Regions from separate parts of the Mus musculus genome. Here all the other regions are linked to region 1. A link is a contact called in public ChIA-PET and Micro-C data. All regions are on one chromosome and are shown on one strand. The core of a region is the stretch at or near the end of the contact, and the rest is flanking DNA. Distances in the headings are between cores, read along the strand shown.

Region 1 (3,524 bases), core at 704-3,203:
ACAAATAATTACATACATACAAGAAGACAAGAAGAGTGTTTTTGAAAGGTCCTGTAGGGGTAGTCAGCACAGCTCTCACAACACCCTGGGAGGTAACCTGGGGCTGGAGAAGAGTCAGGAAAGGCCTCTGGTAGGAGGTAGGAAGTGATGTTATGTGAGGTCTAGGGGATTTGAAAAACGTTTCTCAGAGGTTGAAAAGAACTACATACTAGTAGGAAAGACAGCGTGGGTCAGGCTCCACACTGAATGAGGGGCTGTGGGTTCACTGAATGAGGGTCAGTGCCCAGAGGACTCTGAGAAGGTTGCTTGAGAAAGACTTGTGAAACAAATAGATGGAAGAGACTGAATAGGGTTCAGATACTGTTTATTCTCCTCTCTCGTCCCAAGGAAGCAGTCATCTCCTTTTTTTTTTTTTTAATAAGAAAAACAAACCTTATCTGTTAATTACTACAGGTTAGGAATTCACACAGATAAGTACTGTTTTGCCAGTGGATAGGCGAGGAAAAAGAGTCGAGAGGACTAGCTAAGGTTTGCCATGAAGTACCTGCCAGAGCTGATCTGAACAACTTTCCACAATTTCTCACCATCAAAACCCGTCCAAGCCTTGTTTTGACAGCAATCATATACAACTTGGGGAAGTGGTAGAGTTGCTTGGACTGAGGAATCTGAAATACCACCCTGGGCAGAGATGTCCTAGGTGGGTGGACACTATCAGGCAGAAGGCTACAGGGTGCAGTAGTGGGGTGTACGGAAGTGGCTTAAGGGGTGCTAGAGGCGTGCACTTCAGGGAGGTGCCCAGTGCTAACTAACCACTATCCGGCCCAGCCAGTTAATCATTTCCTGACCTTTCCTTTCCTGCCCCATGGATTGGCACATTGTTCTTCCCTCTCCACTTGCTTGTCAGGGGATGAAGGAAAGAAGCCCCTTTACCAGGTTAAACACCACCAACCAAACAAAGAAAGAAAGCCCAACTTTGGAGGCTAGATTTGTGGGAGCCCCAGATATCCTCAAGGCAGAGAATGTGAGGTGGCAGGCTCTCTACCTCTAGACGCTCCTCCTGTCTTCTTCACTTCTTTCTAGAGAGAGATTTGAAGCGGGGGGGGGGGGGGTGCGGGGGTCCAATCTTCCTAAAGCAAATTATACTCTTGGTTTCACTTTTTGTTAAAAAGGGGACCGTAGCAGCAGCTTGAGAGGGTGTTTTGAGGATTAAATGAGGTGTGGTATGCAAAGTGCCTGGCTGGGAGCCAGGTGGGCTTCTAACAAATGTTACACTGCCTCTTTTTATTACCTAGCACCCGCGACCTTGTACAGCAAACTGGATTATTTCGTTCAACTTCAAGAGGTATAGGTATGAAAATACCCACAATGGGCAGGAGATATCAGTGAGTCATAACGGCATGGCGTGGACCCCGAACACAGGCGTTCCGGTGGGCCCAGCCGTGCAGTATCCCGGTGACACACTCAGGCCAGAGTTCAGAACTCAGAACAGTTCCGGACCCCGCCTGCTACCGGGAGAACACGAAAGTCAGGACTGTTCTGGGCTCTTTGCAGCCGGCTGGGCCATCGAGGGCCACGCCCCAAAAGTCTGTTTCTTCCTGTGTAAAATGGGGCTTCAATGCACGTCGGTGTGAGTGGTTTTCATTTTCCGTACTCTTTGCGGTGTGGTCACATATTCTACCTCGCTGTTGTAGCCAACTCACTGCAGTAGAAGCAGCGGTCCCGACCGCTCTGCCCCGGATGAGTACCCACACTTGTCGGGTTCCCAAGAATCGGCTGCAGCGGCCGGGGGCAGATTTCGGAAAGTCACTTCACATCCCCGTAGGACTTTACACTAGCTGCTAGCACTGGGTGAGCACCAATGCCCCGCCCACTGACTAGTGTGGGGGCGGGGCCCGGGCTGGCCTGGGGGCGTAACCAGCAGGGTGGGCGGGGCCGCCGGAGAAGGCGGAAGCCTACTGTCCCTGGGCGGCGGCAGAACCAGGAGTCCGGATTTTCACGTTCTCCGGAGCGGGGCGCCGGGAGACGGCGGATGGCAAAACCCGGCGCCCGGAAGCCCTTGCTTTCTTTGACGCAAAGGCTCGGGACCCAGAAGCCGCCGTCTGCCCAGTGCCGGGTCAGAAGCGACCCCAGACGGAGCCTCTGAAGTCCCTCCGCCCCAGAGCCTCGGCTGTCCCCGCCGCCGTCCTCGTGGCCATGGAGTGTCCGCACCTCAGCTCCAGCGTCTGCATCGCCCCGGACTCAGCCAAGTTCCCCAACGGCTCCCCGTCGTCCTGGTGCTGCAGCGGTGAGTGCGGCTCTGGGGCTGGCCGGCCGCGCACCCGAGGTCCCGGCTCTGGCCCGGGCCTTGCCGTCGAAGGGCCGCGGGTGCGGGGCAGCGCGCGGCCTCGTTGGGGGGGGGGGGAGGCTGAGGGGAGCAAGCGGGCCCGGCGCGCGGGGCGAGGGGACGCGGCGCGGCGCGGCGGGCGCGGTGGCGGCTCCTTTGTTTCGCGCGGCCCGACGGCCGGGCCGGCTGAGGAGAGGCCCGCGGGGGCCTGAGGCGAGCGCGCAGCGGCGGGATGACGCGGCGGCTCGCACCCCAAGGCTCCGCGAACCTAAGGGCCGGCTCCGCGCGCGGCCGCACGTGTGGCGGGGTCGGGCTCGCGGTCCCCCGTGGGCCGGACAGGCAAAGCGCCGCTCTGCGGGCGCAGCTTTGTCTGGACTGCCGGCGCGCGAGCCCCTTTGGGTTGCGTTTCCTCGGGTTCCCACAGGCTCCTGCCTCCCCCGCAGCCCCTGAGCGGACTGCGCTGGGGGCTGCTCACCTCGGAGTCTCTCTTCAGCCTGTGAGGGTGAAGTTTGAAAACAGGCTGCGGGCTCCGAAAGCTCCGGAGAAGGCAGCCAACAGCTGCTTTGGAGGGGCGGCTCGAGGTTGGGTGTTTTGGGTTTTTTTGTTTTTTTTTGTTTTGCCTTTCGAAGATTGTTCCGAGGCAGTTTTTCGGGTTGGCAGGGATTTCGTTGGGAATTCCCGAGTGCGTGTAAGACACTTCGTAGGTTTATGTTATGCCTTCGAGTTGCTTAAGCGTTAACTCCTTCTGCTTCCTTGGAAGCCCCGGTGCCCTCTCATTGTCTGCCGGGACTTAAGGTCGGACGGGCCACCCGGCTTTGATTACTTCCTGGTAGGGCCCTGGTGCCGACGCTGGTCTTTGTTTATGAGCTTTAAGATTATCACTGGCAGCTTGGGCTGTAGTGTAAAATGTGAATCGTGTGCATCAGAAATCAAGTTCATCTGCAAGGCTGAAAAGACGGTGGGACGATTCAGCAGAGTGGTCTTTCAGCCTGGGTTGGATTGGAGCTAGGAAGGTAGTTTAGGGACTGCTTTAATACTTTTGACGTACTACTTCTTCAAAGGGGATTATATTCTTGAAGCAAAATATACGGGGTAACACAAGGAAAACTGTCCTCCAGGATAAGGAATAGAAATAACTGCAGTTTTCTGGAGCTCCAAGACTTGGTGTCTTGCTTACCTTTGTAAAGTCAGGTGTCTTTCT
Region 2 (3,596 bases), core at 1,053-3,552, 310 kb after region 1:
TCCAGGACTGCCTTGTGTGGGTAGAATTCCATACAACTCCTGAAGTTTCATGACCTCTGCCTCCAAGGGGCCCCTCAAAGGCAGCCTACAGTAACAGCACATGGACTTCAAAGTCCAGAACCAAACCCTGGCTCCACTATCTACCAGCCTTGTCTTATTCAGCATAGCTTCCAAGGTCCTCCACTTCCTCATCTGCAAAGGTGGTAGGTAAGTCAGGGAAAGTACACACAAGAGATTAGAACAATGCCTTTGTATAACATGATAAACTCATGTCTTGATAAACATGAGTTCTCTTCCTAGGATTGCCTACTGATAACTTAGCTCTCCCCTGGCACTAGAGAAGGCAGCATGGTTGCTATGCAGGCTCAAGCCTTGGAAATGTTGAGGGAGAAGAAATTTATTTAGTGCCTGTATGTGTGTATTCATGTGGGTGAGCATGAATGTGTATGCATGCATGCACACATACCCATGCACATGTGCACATTATAGCAGGTGTGTGGAGGTTCAAGGGCAACTTTCGAAAGTCATTTCTCTCCTTCCACCATTTGGATCCTGGGCATGAGACTAAAGCTTGGCAGCAGGCACCTTTGCCCACTAATCACCTCACTGCCCTCTCCCCTTGTTTTTCCCAGCTGCTAAGGAAGAAATTAAAAGCTTGGCTATAGGGGAGAAGGAGTTCAAAAGCTGCTGCAGCCTCACAAGGAGCGTCAGGGCATCCCTAGTGCTACCCAGGGGTGCTCCGTCAAGCGAGTCTGCTCCTGGAAAGCAAAGCTCAGTCCCTGTCCCCATCCCCCACTCCCTGAATGAGTGAGAGCCAAATAGATAAGAAATTACAAGGAATAGCCCAGAAGTTGGGGGCACTCAGAAAAACAAATGATGAAGTTGGCCATCTGCCCTTAAAAAGGGATGACTATGCGCCTACTAGTCCCTCATCCCTACCATCAGAGTAGCATCTTCCATTGTAAATCTTTTCAAGGATGCAGAACCTGGGTTAGAAAGATGGCTCAGTGGTTAACAGAGCTGACTGTTTTTCCAGAGGACAAGGGTTCAATCCTTGTAGCTCTCACTACTGTCTGTAAGTCCAGGTGGTCTGATGCCCTCTTCTGGCTTCTGTGGAAACTGCATGCACATGGTGCACACTTATGTGCAGACAAAACAGCAATACACATTGGGGGGTTGAGGTGGGGGGAGATGCAGATGTGTTAGTTTGATTTCTGTTGTTTTTTTTTTTTCACTTTTTAAAAATGAGAACAGTGGGTTTTTTTTTTTAAGGTGTATTTATTTTATTTCTATGGGTACACTGTGGCTGTCTTCAGACACCAAAAGAAGGCACCAAATCCCATTACAGATGGCTATAAGCCACCATGTGGTTGCTGGAAATTGAACTCAGGACCTTTGGAAGAGTAGTCAGTGCTCTTAACTGCTGAGCCATCTCTCCAGTCACCTGTTTGCTTTTGTTTTAAAACAGTAATATAGCTCAGGCTAGCCTAAATTCACAACTCACTATGCAGCAAAAGATAACCTTGAATTCCTGGTCCTCTTGTTTCTGGCTCCAGAGTGCTAGGATTGCAGGCATGCACCAGCGTGTATGGTTTATGCAGTGCTGGGGCCTACGAAAGACCTCAGACTACCAACTTTCCACTGCTGTGACAGAAGGCCTATGATAATCAACAGAAAAAGAAGAAAGGATTATTTGGGCTCACAGTCTGGGAGGTTTAGGTCCATGGCTGCTTGCCTCTGCTGCCTTGGGGGTCTGTGGTGAGACATCATGACAGAAGCTGCTCATATATGACATCTAGAAAGCAAAAAGACAGAAATATTTGGGCATGGTATACACCTGGGTTCCCAGCTCAGGGGAGGCTGAGGCAGGAGGGTTGCAAGTTCAAGGCCAGCCTGGGCTACATAGTGAGCCCTTGTCTCTGAATGCAAACAAAACAAATGCCAACCCCCCTGGAAGCCTTAGTTTCCTAAGCTTTCTCAAGATGGCTGTGAGAACAGAAGGCAATAAAGACCTGGTGTGAGGCAGATGCTTCTAGAATGCAAACCACAGGGTGGGGGCGGGGGGAGTGGAGAGGCACAGGCAGACCGGCAAGAAGGCAGCAGCTGCTGCTGCTCTCTAGCAAGGCTCCTTTGCATTTGGCCGTAGGCAGCTGAAGGGGCCAGACAGGCGGAAAGCGAAGGTGCTTTGCAGCTGGGCAGTGAGGTTTCTTAACCAACCGAGCTTCACAGAATGTTCAGGATGTGGGCCGGCCCCCAGCATGCACTGGGGAAAACCAAAGGACGAGAAACAAGAGGCATGTCACGTCAAGGGCCTTGCTCATCACATATCACATGTCACCAGAGTGGTTGGCAGAGGCAGCAAACAACACCATGGGAACTCCATCTCCTTCTTCCATTTGCTCCATCCAGCCTACTCACTGATGAATTTATGTTTTACGCTAGTCCATAAAGCACAGTTGTTAGGACAGAAGCCACTTTCTGAGTGCAGTACACTAAGTGCCGCCATGCTTTAGCTAATCCAACCGAATAGTCATAGGAGCCCTGCGGGGAAGATATTGGCATGCCCCCGTTTTACAAATGGGAAAGCTGAGGCCCAATACCTTGGTAAATAAATAAATAAATAATCACCCAGCTAAGAAGATGTCAGAAATGTCATTCAAACTCTGAGACCTAACCTGACTCTCAGGCCAGGGTTTTCAGATCAGTACCGTGGACCTAGGCTAGAAGACATTTTCATATTTTCTTTTTTCTTTTTTTTTTCCCCCTTGAAACCGGTCTATGTAGCCCTTGCCAGAACATACTATCTAGACCAGGCTGATCTTGAACTCACAGAGATCCACCTGCCTCTGCCTCCTAAGTACTGACATTAAAGACACATGCCAGCACATCCTGCTGGGAGACACTTTCTAGGGAAAAGAGGTAAGTACCTACAGGCTTTGGAGGAGCAGGAAAGCCCACCTCCTGGGCCAGTGTCCAGTGAGGAGGGGGTAAGAGACATTGCCTACCATCACCCAGCAGTGGGCATGGAGAGAGGCACTACACCCCTCCATCAGTGCCCTTCTCTCAGTAGAGACCTCAGCTGCCTCCTAGCAGTTTGGGGGAAAACCAATTGTGCCCTAGGCTCTAAGGCACTAAGCCTTAGGTATAGACAATCACAATTTATCCTGGTCCCCCCACCCCCCTCGATCTAGGGATGTGCATGCAGACCAAGAAAGGCTTTGCTGTGGTTTCAGAATGTCTGTGCTCACTTCCTGTAAAGACATATGCAAATTACTTTTCTCATTGCTGAGACCTAACACCTGGTCAGAAGCAACTTAAAGCTAGGAGGCATGGTGGCTCACACCTCTGTGAGTCTGGGAGCAGCTTGGTCTATATTGTGAATTAATTCCAGACCTGCCTGCCAGGGCTACCTAGTGAGACCCTGTCTCAAAAGAAAAAAAAGAAAAAGGAAGGAGAAGAAATAGAAGAAGGTCTATTTTGACTTACAGTTGGGATACAGTGCATCGTGGCAAAGGCATACAAGCAGGAGTGTGAAGTGGCTGGCCACACTGTGTCTGCTGTGTGGAAGCAGAGGCAGACAGATGCTGGGGTTCAAC
Region 3 (3,628 bases), core at 473-2,972, 430 kb after region 1:
GAGTCAAGTGCAGTAACTCGAAGGTAGAGTTATAACCACCAATTTTGAGAAGCTGAAAACCACATATCAGAGGCAAGGCACATGACTATGCCTTTTGACCCGAGACTCAGGCTACCTTGCAAAGATGACACCCATCTGGATGTGAACAATCCTCCCAAGGGGGCCCTGGGAATTCTCCTTCCTACCCATGGCCTTAATGGCAAGCAACACTCTAGGAGGTAACATAGACCTCCTGGGACCCCACAGAAAGGGACCTCCCAGTTACCTTTCCAGTTTACTCTCTTCCTCAGAAGTCAGCAGGCTGAGGAAGTGATACAGAGCACTCCCATCCCACGGTATCCTTGCTGTGGACTGGGGTTTGGGGTAAAAACTTAACATTGAAACAAAAGTCTGAACCCACTGGGATCGGGTCTAAGTCACTTGTTAGACAAAAGGAGAAATCTGAGGTCCAGAGAGGGAAAGGGACCTTTCCACCATGGCACAGCTAGGCCATCAAACTTCCCAGGGCTTCTCTTGATACCCACACAACTCCTCCATGGATGGCTCAGGACTGGAAAGCCAGTGGCTTCTGGGAGAACAGTTCCAAGGAGAAGGTGCCCAAGTTTGGCAGGGACAGGCAGTGGTTTGGAACACGTGCGCACATACACACACACATGAAGAATCCTCAGACTCAGGTCTGGGGAAACTGCCAGCAGTGCCAGCAGAAGGGAGGAGACTCTAGCATCACAGAACCCCTTTGGATGATCCCTGATAAGGATGTTGGGGCTCAGAAGGTCAGCCACCTCCCTGAGTTGACATGAGAAAAACTCAGTCTTTTAATAAAAGGTTCAGCTTCTTTGGGCAGCCGGACTGTTTGCCCCCCACATCTAACAGAATAGAAGGCTCTAGAGAAGCTGTCAGGGTTGGCTGGTTTATTCCCTCCAGCAGGTAGTTTGTTGTCCCGGGGCAACAGATACCCACCCATTCCTGACACTTCAGTCAAGCCTCCAAAGACAGCTACTGGTCTATCAATACCATGACTTTAGATGCCAAAAACTTAACCGGCGGGCAGGTGGAGACAGGGAGGGCTTTGAACCCAACTCTGAAGCAGTCAAGGTACCAGCCACTTTTAGTCAACAAAATTCCCCTAGGATGCCAAGCCAGTTAGTTGGGAACTAGTGTCAGAAACCAAAAGAGCTGCCCCCAGCTACCTTTAGATGACAGGGAACCAGGGAGTGTCCCTCCACCTGCCCGCAGCTGTTAGGCCACACTGGAGGTTCATTTCACAGGAAGCAACCTCCCGGGCTGAGGCGGGGAGGAGGAGGTGTGAGCCCACAGAGGCTGGGCTTGTTTCTCTCCTATTGGGGACTTTTGAGGGGGCCAAACTTGATGCATGGTTGTTTCCATTCTCCTGCCCAGATGTCAGGCCTCTGTCCGTCAATCCCCATCCCGTCTCTGGGACCAGAGTGTCAAGCTTAGGAGGCACCCCGAGGTAGTAGTAGCCTGCAGACTGGCCTCCGGGTGCCGTCCCAGCGCACAAACCACAGAACGGCTATATCCTAGACAGGCAATGCCCGACCACCCCAGCCACTGCTGCCGTCGAATCCCGCGGCCCGGGCGCTACTCACGGCGAAAGGCTGCGCTGCATGTGCGGAGAGCTGGACGTGCACCGGGGCGCGGCGGGGTGCGCGGCGCTCCGCTCTGCTCTGCTCCCTGCGCCCGGCGTCCGCCCGCAGAGCCGCCGAGGAGCAGAGGGGGCGGAGCGGCCAGCCCGGTCCCAGGCGCCGGCTGGAGGCGCGCCCGGACACTCGGCCCGGAGCTCGGGGCGCCCCCTGCTGGAACCCCCGCGGGACCGCCCCGAGGTGAGGACTTGGATGCTCGTCCCTTCCCGCCCTGTCTCTCACATGCTGTGCCACCTGGAACGAATCAACTTGAGTAAGCTAATGATCAACGCACTTCACAACCCAGCACAATTGCCAGAAAACAGAATTTCTCTGCCCTTCGTCCCCACCCACGCACACCCTGACTGATCAGATTCTCTGGGGACCTCGCTCCACACAAGGGTAGGAAGCTCTCATGTGCCCCACTCATTCCCGGCCCAGCTTGAAGACTGCCCATATTTGCCTATTACCACGCCAACCCTGGCACCATTCTTGAGTGTAGTCCGTGTATCACCATTAAGCCTGTCTTAATGAAGGACTTGGGAGTTGATTCTCCCTTCCTTTTGCAAATTATCAGAAGGAGAAAATATCAGTGGTAGCGTTGGTGGCTGGAAACAAAACTGAAGTTCAATGGTCTCCATTCAAGACCAGAGACATTTTAAGGATGGCCACCTAGAGCCTCCAGCCCTAAGTCACTGTGACAGCTAACACTGTCAATGTGACTGGATTTACAATCAGGAGATAAACCTCTGGGTATGCCTATAGGAATTTCTAGATTGTGTTTCCAGAGCTTTAGTGAGACCAGCCCTAGATGTGCACAGCAATGGTCCACGGGCTGGGGTCCAGGAATTAAAAAAAAAAAATCGGTGAGGAGAAACTGGCTAGTGAGGGCTGCTCTTCTCTGACCATTGCTGCAATATCTGGGACAGCCTCCGGGAAGATCCCAGACCTTTGCGTGTGACCTTTCAGATCTGTGCAGTTTAGAGGGCTCTCTGTGAACAGAGAACCAGGATTCACCTCATATTTCTCTCTCCCTCCCCCTCCCCTTCCCCTCCCCCCCCTTCCTGAGGCTGGGCACAATGTACCCAGCTGCGCCACGCTCCTGCTGCCATGATGGACTATACCCTATACCTTCTAACTGTGAGCCCGTTCTTGAGTTGCCTCCCCCACCCCTTGAGTACTTTCTCACAGCAACAAGAAAAGTAGCACAGATCCCCCCTTAGGGATCCTCCCTAGAGCTAAGGATGTAAGATTCTGAGTCATGGGTGTAGTCCAAAGTCCTGCCCTATCATCCATGTGTGGTCAGCCACCAGAAAGTGGGAACAACAACCCTTCTGGTAGCTTCCAGTGAAGTCCTGAGTAGCACTGGCGGAGGGTGACATGTGAAATGTGCCCAAGGAGCACACTACCCCTCAGCCTTTTCAACACCAGGAACCCTGAAAATGCCACTGAGTACCGCCCAACTCTCTCATTGTGTCTTGAACAGTCTCAGGGAAGATCCCAGACCTTCACTTGCGTGTGACTTTCAGGTTTGTGCAGGTTCTGGGGTTCTCCTCAGAATAGCATGCTAGAGAGAAGTAGCTACCATCTGATGGCTTCTGAAGTCAGTGGACAGAGGGAAGGACACACACACACACAGTGGCCACCACAGTAGCGAGGTCCCTCATCCTCCAACCAGCCCCAGATACCTCCTCCCCCATTTTTAAGTCTGTTGCTGTGTGACAAACCATCCTAGCCTTGCTGATACAAAACACAAATTTCATTATGCTCCTGCATTCCTGGAGTCCACTCTCTTAAAGCCACTCTACTCTGAACCCTGCCACCTCAGTTCAATTCTTTCTTGTCATTTTCCCTGACCATGTCGTAACTATGATTAAGGTTCACTTTCAACAAGAGCAAAACAACATCTTGTCCATTTTGATCTCCATAGATTGCATGCTATCCCAAACCTAATTACTAAAGGCATGCTAGGTTGAGCACGTAAAAGC

What was found. Hi-C and Micro-C count contacts between places; a contact is called where the count stands out from the background. ChIA-PET counts read pairs in DNA pulled down with a chosen protein or histone mark.
Region 2: a contact with region 1 is called in an RNA polymerase II ChIA-PET map of memory CD8 T cells, with 132 read pairs. The contact joins the enhancer-like site here to the promoter of Usp3 in region 1. A contact is called at or near these places in 7 of 39 promoter capture datasets (the C10 cell line, the HPC-7 cell line, erythroid cells and 3 more), 3 of 484 Hi-C or Micro-C datasets (Th1 cells, muscle stem cells and pre-B cells), 2 of 115 datasets of contacts at active chromatin or transcription factors (effector CD8 T cells and memory CD8 T cells) and 1 of 9 other capture datasets (liver).
Region 3: a contact with region 1 is called in a Micro-C map of embryonic stem cells, with 4 times the contacts expected there. The contact joins the promoter of Dapk2 here to the promoter of Usp3 in region 1. A contact is called at or near these places in 16 of 39 promoter capture datasets (the 3T3-L1 cell line, 3T3-L1-derived adipocytes, the C10 cell line and 11 more), 2 of 15 datasets of contacts at CTCF or cohesin (CD8 T cells and pro-B cells), 5 of 484 Hi-C or Micro-C datasets (B cells, the G1E-ER4 cell line, cardiomyocytes and 1 more) and 3 of 115 datasets of contacts at active chromatin or transcription factors (astrocytes, embryonic stem cells and trophoblast stem cells).

The regions. Positions count from the first base shown.
Region 1 is chr9:66,591,544-66,595,067 of GRCm38.p6, reverse strand. It overlaps Usp3 (ubiquitin specific peptidase 3), which reads left to right and starts at 1,953. Exons shown (of 15, transcript NM_144937.4): 1 at 1,953-2,284. The coding sequence starts at 2,194.
Region 2 is chr9:66,280,292-66,283,887 of GRCm38.p6, reverse strand. No RefSeq gene overlaps it. Among named protein-coding and RNA genes, the nearest start is that of Gm39364, 19 kb to the left of the region's middle. Within about 2 kb of position 2,302, at least 72 of the 459 cell types and tissues checked have an H3K27ac peak or open chromatin away from gene starts, as enhancers often do. A contact at or near this core is called in Th1 cells, effector CD8 T cells and memory CD8 T cells, where this site is marked.
Region 3 is chr9:66,156,320-66,159,947 of GRCm38.p6, reverse strand. It overlaps Dapk2 (death-associated protein kinase 2), which reads right to left and starts at 1,722. Exons shown (of 12, transcript NM_010019.3): 1 at 1,608-1,722.